Linked DNA regions of Mus musculus: region 1 is linked to region 2. The links are chromatin contacts, called in public Hi-C maps. All regions are on one chromosome and are shown on one strand. Each heading gives the region's core, a stretch centred on a gene start, on an enhancer-like site or on the middle of the called end of the contact. The rest is flanking DNA. Distances are from core to core; before and after follow the strand shown. Region 1 has its middle 8.0 kb from the start of Gm32355. Region 2 has its middle 8.2 kb from the start of Gpr20.

Evidence for each region. Hi-C and Micro-C count contacts between places; a contact is called where the count stands out from the background.
Region 1: a contact with region 2 is called in a Hi-C map of cerebral cortex, with 6 times the contacts expected there. The contact joins two enhancer-like sites. A contact is called at or near these places in 3 of 39 promoter capture datasets (embryonic stem cells, hippocampal neurons and stem cell-derived epiblast-like cells), 20 of 484 Hi-C or Micro-C datasets (B cells, the N1E-115 cell line, cerebellar granule neurons and 9 more) and 1 of 9 other capture datasets (pancreatic islet).

Annotation. Positions count from the first base shown.
Region 1 is chr15:73,980,163-73,983,877 of GRCm38.p6, reverse strand. No RefSeq gene overlaps it. Among named protein-coding and RNA genes, the nearest start is that of Gm32355, 8.0 kb to the left of the region's middle. Within about 2 kb of position 1,302, at least 35 of the 459 cell types and tissues checked have an H3K27ac peak or open chromatin away from gene starts, as enhancers often do. A contact at or near this core is called in cerebral cortex and hippocampal neurons, where this site is marked.
Region 2 is chr15:73,713,675-73,717,794 of GRCm38.p6, reverse strand. No RefSeq gene overlaps it. Among named protein-coding and RNA genes, the nearest start is that of Gpr20, 8.2 kb to the right of the region's middle. Within about 2 kb of position 1,299, at least 18 of the 459 cell types and tissues checked have an H3K27ac peak or open chromatin away from gene starts, as enhancers often do. A contact at or near this core is called in cerebral cortex and hippocampal neurons, where this site is marked.

The DNA of each region.
Region 1 (3,715 bases), core at 53-2,552, 270 kb before region 2:
GCCCGTGGTCACCAGGCCCTGTTGCTTTGGGTCTATGGCAGCAGAGTATATCATGGTGGCAGAGAAGGCCTGTTCACCCCTCAGAGCAAGGAAGCTGAGAGAGGGGGTAGGTTCCCCATACTTTTCTTCAAGGGGGCACCAATGACTTAACTTCCTACCACCAGGCCCCACCTCTTAAAGACTCCACCCTCCAATGTCCCTGGCTATGATTAAGTTAGTATATGGGCCTTTGGGGAACATTCCCGACATAACCGTTGCCCATGGGTTTACAGAGAAGAGGTAAAGCCCTGGGGTGCAGAAAGCTCTGTCCTGTGTAAGCTGGAAGGATGAAGAGGGACTAGCAGCTGCAGGCTTGCTCATGAGTATGTCTGTGTGGATGCATCTGTGTGTCTCTCTGTACCCCTAAGTGTACCTATGTGAAAGAGGAGGCCACAGAGGCAGGTGGTGACCCTAAGACAATGACCTAGACTCAGCCTGTTCTGGGACAGTAATTTCCTAGAGTTCATGTGCAGGTGAGATGGTCTCAGGACCTTCCCACCACAGGGCTGGGACAATGTTGTGTGTGTCTGAGATCATGTCATTCTTTCACGGAATACTCAAATTCAGACCCATTTTGTTCCAGGCCTGAGGCCAGCCAGCCAAGGATCTGAAGAGATGGCTCTGGAACCTTGGCCTCCATATCTTACCTCTGTCTCTTCCTCTGTCCTTTGGCCATATTGGCTGGGCCTCCCCATCAGGTCTGTATCCCCAGCCATGACCTTCACAGAAGACCAACAAAATATGTTCCCTTGAGAAAACCCTATAATCATAATTCCCTTAAGATCCATACAGAAATTCCTATGTAGCTTCCCAGAAAGAGCTGTCCATTTCTTTAGCAGGTGTACTGTGATCATGTGCTTAGCAAACAGATACTGAACCCAAAGTCAATACCTACTTCACTTCAGGCCAGTAGCCTCAGACACACCCAGGAATCAGGCCTGGAAGGACCCTAGGTTATCTCCTCCCCTGAGTTCTACTTGGCCTTGTTCACGTGCACACTGCTCCACAGTGACAGCTTGTGATCCTCAGCCTTACTCTAAGGCAAAAAAAGAGCCCTATGCTGAGCTAGTGTGCACCCCAGCCTGGCACATAGTAGGTACTCAATAAAGGAAGGTAGGGAGACAGGCAGGGTAGGGGGAGGTAGAGAGAAGAGAGAGGTCTCCAGTGGTTTTCTCGGAAGCAGCCTTCCCCCTCTCTCCCTCCCCTCTGCCCCCACCCCCGGTTGGCTGGGCTCCCTTGTCCTGAGTCAGCACGCCTGTGCATGTGCCTGTGTGGCCGTGGGTGGTGGCAGTGGGCTGGGACATTCTCATGCCAAGCAGGCTCTGCGCGCGCTGTCCTCGCCGCCTGCACAGTTCTCTCGTTGCTGCGTCTGAAAATGTCAACTTCTTATCTCGCCAGAATTTTTCCTGACTTGGAGAATTCAATAAAGAAGCTGAGTAACACTTAAAATAATAATGAAGCCCGGGGTTGCTGCAACTCCCGGCTGGCTCTGCGGCCAGGCTGCCTTGCCGCCATGATCAATCTTCATTTTCACACCGGGTGCCAGACAGCTCTGCAGGGTGGGGCTGGCCGGAAGCCCTGGGGAATTCACAGGCCACCAGGATGCCCGGGCACTCACCTGCTACTCTGAGCAGCGGGAGAGAGAGGCCATGCTGAACCTAACCTCCCTCACACACCAAGTCACTCCACATCGCAGTACCCCATCACTTACTACACCTGCTTCCCTGTGCCTGGACCCGTGCTGTTCCGTCCACCCAGTGCTAGCATCAAGGAAACTCCTATCTACTCCTCAAAACCCAGCTCAGGGTTCAGATAAGCCTCACTAGTTCTGTAGCCTTTGGACAGAGCAGTGTGCTCAGAGGGGTTTGTGGGTTGGAACCCCTCGGCTGCTTTCCTCTATTTTTGCCACCATGTGTTAACTAGCTAAGCACACTGCAATAGGTATGCAGAGACAAGAGGCTCGCCCAGGATCCAGAGATGCAGCAGCTGAATCCAGAAATAGCTGGGACTGTCTGCTACTACCCAGAAGCCCTTTCGGCCTGAGAGTGCCTAGCTGATAGATGAAGAGACTGGAAACCAGAAGGGAGAGAGAGAGAGAGAGAGAGAGAGAGAGAGAGAGAGAGAGAGAGAGAGAGAGAGAGAGAGAGAGAGAGAAAGAGAGAGCTGCATCCTGACAGAGGCAGCCCTGAACTGGAAGGCCCAGATATCACTATGGGGACGAGGCATGTGAGCTCTGGGTCCTGGCTGCCCTGTGAACTTGGTCGAGTTCACTGACACTGGAGGAGGCCCACTGTGTTCACCTGTGAGATCAGACCATGGTTGTCCAATCAGCAGGGTATATGGCTGGCCCATGCCCACAATGGAGGCCTATGTGAGAGCCAATCAACCTTGCTTGTTGCTCGGGGCTCTCCAGTCCTTCCTCAGTCCCTCAAGGGCCTCGCTGTTTGGTTTGAATCTACTCCAATTTGTCAACAGCTTTCTTTACAGGGGCTCTTACCGAATGTCTGCAAATTGACTCCTAGGCTAATGAGAACCAATTAATCTTCCCTCCTCCCTCCAACCCCGGCCAGCATCAGCCTAGCCCATCTCTCACTGCTCTCTTCTCTAGGCACAGAGCAAGGCCAGGACGAAAAGATCCAGCCTAGAGCAGCCACAGGCCTGAAGTGAGATGAGAACTCTGTGGGAGACCCTAGACCTCACCTATAACAGCAGCAGCCATCCCCAAAAGGAAAGCAAGCCCCAACTTGAAGATTCTTGGATGTTTGTATGGGTGCTGGAAAACCTTTCACGGAGATGGTCTGAATGAGAGGAAGGCCCACCTGCATGACAGGGAAGGAAACCCTGGGAAGAGGCTGAGACTGCGACTCAGTTGGGAGTTTGTTTAGCATTTGCAAAGCACTGGAACTGATCCTCAGCATCCCATAAACCACAAGGAGGCGACACATACCTGTAATTGTAGCACGCGGATGATGGGGGTAGGAGGATGAGGAGTAGGGTCATCCTTGCATGTGTTGAATCCACAAGGCCAGCCTGGGCTACATGAGAGCAGGTGTTAGCAAATGACTCAACCAATGTCCACCAAATGGCTGTGAAGGCCTGGTCACTGGAACAGCCTAACGTACTCATTACCATAGAGCCAGGCTGTTTGGGGGAGCTAAGAAAACTGAATCTTTGCCATGGAGCCCAGAACCCTTCCTGTCTGCTATGCTGCAGAGACACACGACATTAAAGGGCTGAGGCAGAGAGAAATGCCATTCTGGGTAGGTCATCACAGCCATGACTGGCCCACCAATCTGAGGCTCCCAGGATACTGGGCCATGCTGGCTGTCTCCACTCCTCAGGGTCGGCAGCTCACTGGCCTCTGTGTGGCACAGTGGCGACTCCATCCATCCAAGCCTGGACCTTGGGGAACAGTATCCTCACATTTGCCCAGGATCATGGCTGTACTCAGACCTTTCTGCTTACAGAGTTCCAGGCCTCCTAGGGCTAAATCCTGGACCTGGTGGCTGGGTAGGGTAAACCTTTTGAGGTACACCTCAGATAAGATTCCAGCCTCTCCTGAATCTGGTGTCCAATCAAAAGGATGGGGAATGTTAGTCAGCTGTGAGGAACAAGAGAGCCACAGGAGCCATTGGCATCCCTCTCCCAGGCTTGGGAGCAAAGGCAGACCTTAGGG
Region 2 (4,120 bases), core at 50-2,549:
AGTGTGAGTATGTGTGTGTGTGTGAGTGTGTGTGTGTGTGTGAGTGAGTGAGTGTGTGTGTGTGTGAGTGAGTGTGTGTGTGTGTGTGTGTGTGAGTGTGTGAGTGTGTGTGTGAGTGTGTGAGTGTGTGTGTGTGTGTGTGTGTGTTGTATAAAATGGTCCCTGAAAATTCTTAGTTGGGGTCCCTGATGTGCCCATCCTCAGGCACAGCCAGCCCTGGGCTGAACCTATGGGCCCAGGAAGTGTCACAGACTTTTCCTTGCTTGACGGTGCGTGGAAGGCAACCTGAAGCAGGCCTGCGTCAGCCCGCAGCACCTCCAGATGCCTGGAGGGGAGAGGGACATGACCCTACACCTCTAACCACCCCTCCCCTTTGGCCTCAGCAGTGGTAGGCCCTCTGTGTGTTAAATAAGGGCCTTTCAGACCATGACTAGGCTGCCCGGCAATGACCACTCTATTCCAGAGCAGAACAGCCCTGTTTCTGCCTTGGGGTTTCTAGTCCTCTGTGGAGGATAACAGGAAGTTTGTGATTTGGTTGAAATGGAAAACAGAACTTGTCATTTGTTTGCTCTGCTGTTCTGACCAAGTTAGATTAGGGCCTCTGAAATGGTCAGGAGGAGCAAGATACAGGGGAGAGAGAACAATGGAGGGACTGGTGACTGGACCATGGTCCTCTGTCGTGGTCCCCTCGAGTCTCGACCCCAGTACCGCTCCTCATCCCCTACCTCTTTCCCTGGTCCCACACCCCACCCCTTATCCTCTTCCCCGGCCCCTCAAATGGTAGAAGGAAGAGAAGAAGAACGCTGATATGACTCCGGGGCAACATTCAGATAGACTGGGGAGTACAGCAGGAAGCTTCGGGGAATGGGGTGACACAGAATGCCTCAGGCATCCAAACAAGACTCCACAGAGGGCAGACGGACAGACAATCCATTGACCCAGGATTTGGAAAACCTGTAGTACCCAACAAAGGACCCTAGCGGGTGGCTGTACCTGCTGGGTATGGGCGCCCCCTGGAGGAAGCCTGTGGGAAAACAGTAGCCAGCCCCGCCGGGGGGGGGGGGGGCAGGAGTGCGGGGGAGGTTTGGGAGGGACGGGGACAGACACGGAGGTCCAGGCTAAGGACAACTGAAGCCTCATCCCTGGGGCGGGGGCACAAGAATACAGAAGAAAAAACTCAATCTCTGACCTCTGGAACCTGAAGATGATTCTCTCTCCCTGTGCTGAAGCGTAGGACCTACACCTCGTTCCCATTTCCCGAGTCTCCAGCAGGGGGAACTCAGGGACAGGAGCTCCGAGAGGCCAAATGCCCTCTGCACTTGTAAGCACTTGCCACCAGAGGGTCGCATGGCTCTCCGGAGCTATAGAGACTGAAGGCACCCCAGTGATGGCAAATCACTCTCGTCGTCCCCTCCATAGAGAAGCTGACCTCCTTCCATCAAGCCTTTTTTAGGGGAGCCTGTGCTCTTGTTTCCAGAAAACATAGCCCAGAGAGTAGCAATCTCTGCCATGAGAGGACCATGGTTGGTTAGTGTTTTGAAACAGGATCTCACAGCCTCAAACTTATGTTCTTCCTATCTTAGCCTCTTGATAACTAGGATTGCCCTGCCCTATCAATCAGAGGGTTCAAACTGGCCTCTCCCTTGATCTGCTAGCTTGCAAGGCTGAACTATAAAATGCTGTTGAGAAGGGGTCACCATCTGATCTGGGGTACAAGCACCCCAGGTCATCCAGTATCATCTAAGGATGCTTCTTAAGAGTTGGCAGGCCATGCACTACGTCCCCAAGAGTGGCAGACTCACAGGTCTGGGTGACATTAGCCTAGGACACACAGGAGGTTTCAGGCCAGTGAAGGTGGGAAGGGCTGGCGCAGGAACAGCACCTGTAAGGTACAGAGGCATGAAGGGGGTGTGCTGGCAGCTGGCCATGACAAAGTTGGTTGGGACCACACAGTTGGCACCCTAGCAAGATACCTAGATGGCATGGGGTTTCAGGTGCCACCTGACCGAATGAAGAAAAGAAAGAGAGAGAGAGAGAGAGAGAGAGAGAGAGAGAGAGAGAGAGAGAACATGACTATTCCTTGTTCGGATGGAGAAGATTTATTGTAGAACAAAGGGAGAGTATAGTCACAGGGAAGGACAGCTGGGAGAGTCCAGAGTGGACATGATCCTGAATTGGACCATGTGAGAAGACAGGGGAGGAGAAAGGGGAGAGTCAGAAGAGGAAAGAGTAGAGCAAACAGGCCAGGTAACCAAAATGGCTGGATTGTATACCAAAGGGCAGCTGGGGGAAGGGCATCTCAACTTCTGGGCTGGAGAAGTTTAGGCTAAGGGGTGGGGTATGCTAGCCATACCTTGTAACGCACAGGGGCTGAGGGATGCTGGGAGAACGTGTCAGCCAGGCCTGCTGTGATATGTTAAAGAGACACCTCAGTTAGCCCTTTGTGCCAGGTTTGAAACCTAACACTGACATGTCTTGCTTGGCTTTCCCCAAAGCGTGGGGAAACCTTCAGGGGCTGGGGATGGGTGTGCTAGTTCATGGATCTGGAGTTAGAGCTGACGACTGCTGAGTGGCCGCTGTGCGCCAGACTCAGGGCCTGACACGTGTTCTGCCCCATCTTTCCTCTCTCCTAGCAGAACAGGAAGCATCTATGCAAAACCAATCTCCAGGCTCCCAACGCCATCCAAGTCCCCTATCTTCTGCCCTGGATGATAGTTAGAAGGGCTAGGTCAGAGCAGAAGCCAAGGACCCAGTGAGTTCAGGTTAGACCGCTGTGTCCTCAGACTTGGAGGAAGCAGAGGAAACCAGATTCCAGAATTTGTCACCAGATGTCCTGAGACATCACCAAGCCCCGCCACAGAGACTCAGTGGCCAAAAGCAAAGACTCCCCTGCTAGAAGCCAGATTGGCCTGCTTTCCTGGAGATTCAAGCATCAAAAGTCTTTGGGCACAATTTGCCCCCAGTTTCCTGTGCTGGGCCAAGGTACCTGGGGAAAGGTACTATCCCTCCAGCTGCAGTGACTCAGCATAGGGGACCCATGCAGACACTCCCCACACAGCCCCAAATGCTCCACAGTTTTTATCAAAGTCAGTTTGAGGTACAACAGGGGCACAGCTTGGGTTAAGATACTCTCAGCCTTGCTCCCAGCCTGCCACGAACAGAGTTCTATGGGATTATTGGTCCCTTGCCCCCCAGACTGCCTAAGGCGATCTAGCGTACATCCCCCTGTTTTAGCATATTTTCTCTTGCAGCCCAGCCCTGTGGGAGCAACACATCACAGCTACTCCTAGAGAGAGAAAGCAGAGGCACAGGGAGTTAGGGAGTGTGCCCAAGGCCACACAGCCTGGAGTGGGGATGGCATTCTACACTCAGGCCACATTCACCCAGTAGAATCAAGCCATTGCATGTCGGGGCTGGAGAGATGGCTCAACGGTTAAGAGCACTGACTGCTCTTCCAAAGGTCCTGAGTTCAATTCCCAGCAACCACAGGGACATGGCTGACAACCATATGATGGCCTCTCCGGTGTGGCTGAGGACAGCGACAATGTACTCATATACAAAATAAATTTAAAAAGGAAAAAAAAAAAAAAACATTGATGTCTGCTTTCTATCCAGAGCTGGGAAGCACCTGATGTCCTACATCCATTGGCTCACACATCAATCTTCATAGACAACGAATTCCATGCCCCCTCCTTCAAGAAGCCTGCCTTGGGTCTCTCCTCTTTACAGATAGGAACCTAAGGAGCCATATCTTAATTCAGTGCCTCCCACCCCAACCCCAAGTCTTCTTCCTGAGCCAGTGACAGGTCTGAATAAACCCCAAGATCCTCACGTCAGCGGGCCTGCCTTGTCCACCTCCTTCCTGTCCTTGGATTTCCTGGGAGAGCGCAGTGCCCATGTAAACACCTAAGGCAGCAGAAGAGTCGTCAGTGGACTATAAACAAACCTGTCCCAGAGATGAGGCACAGACAAGAGATCTGGTCGGGGCTGAAGCCCTGCAAAGTTTACAGTGGGAAAAAGAATTATCTACAAAGACTGAGAAATGGTAAAGACGGTTGTGGATGGATGAGTGAGCAAGTGAACGAGACCGTGTACCTGGAGATGCTGACAGTCGCTGCAA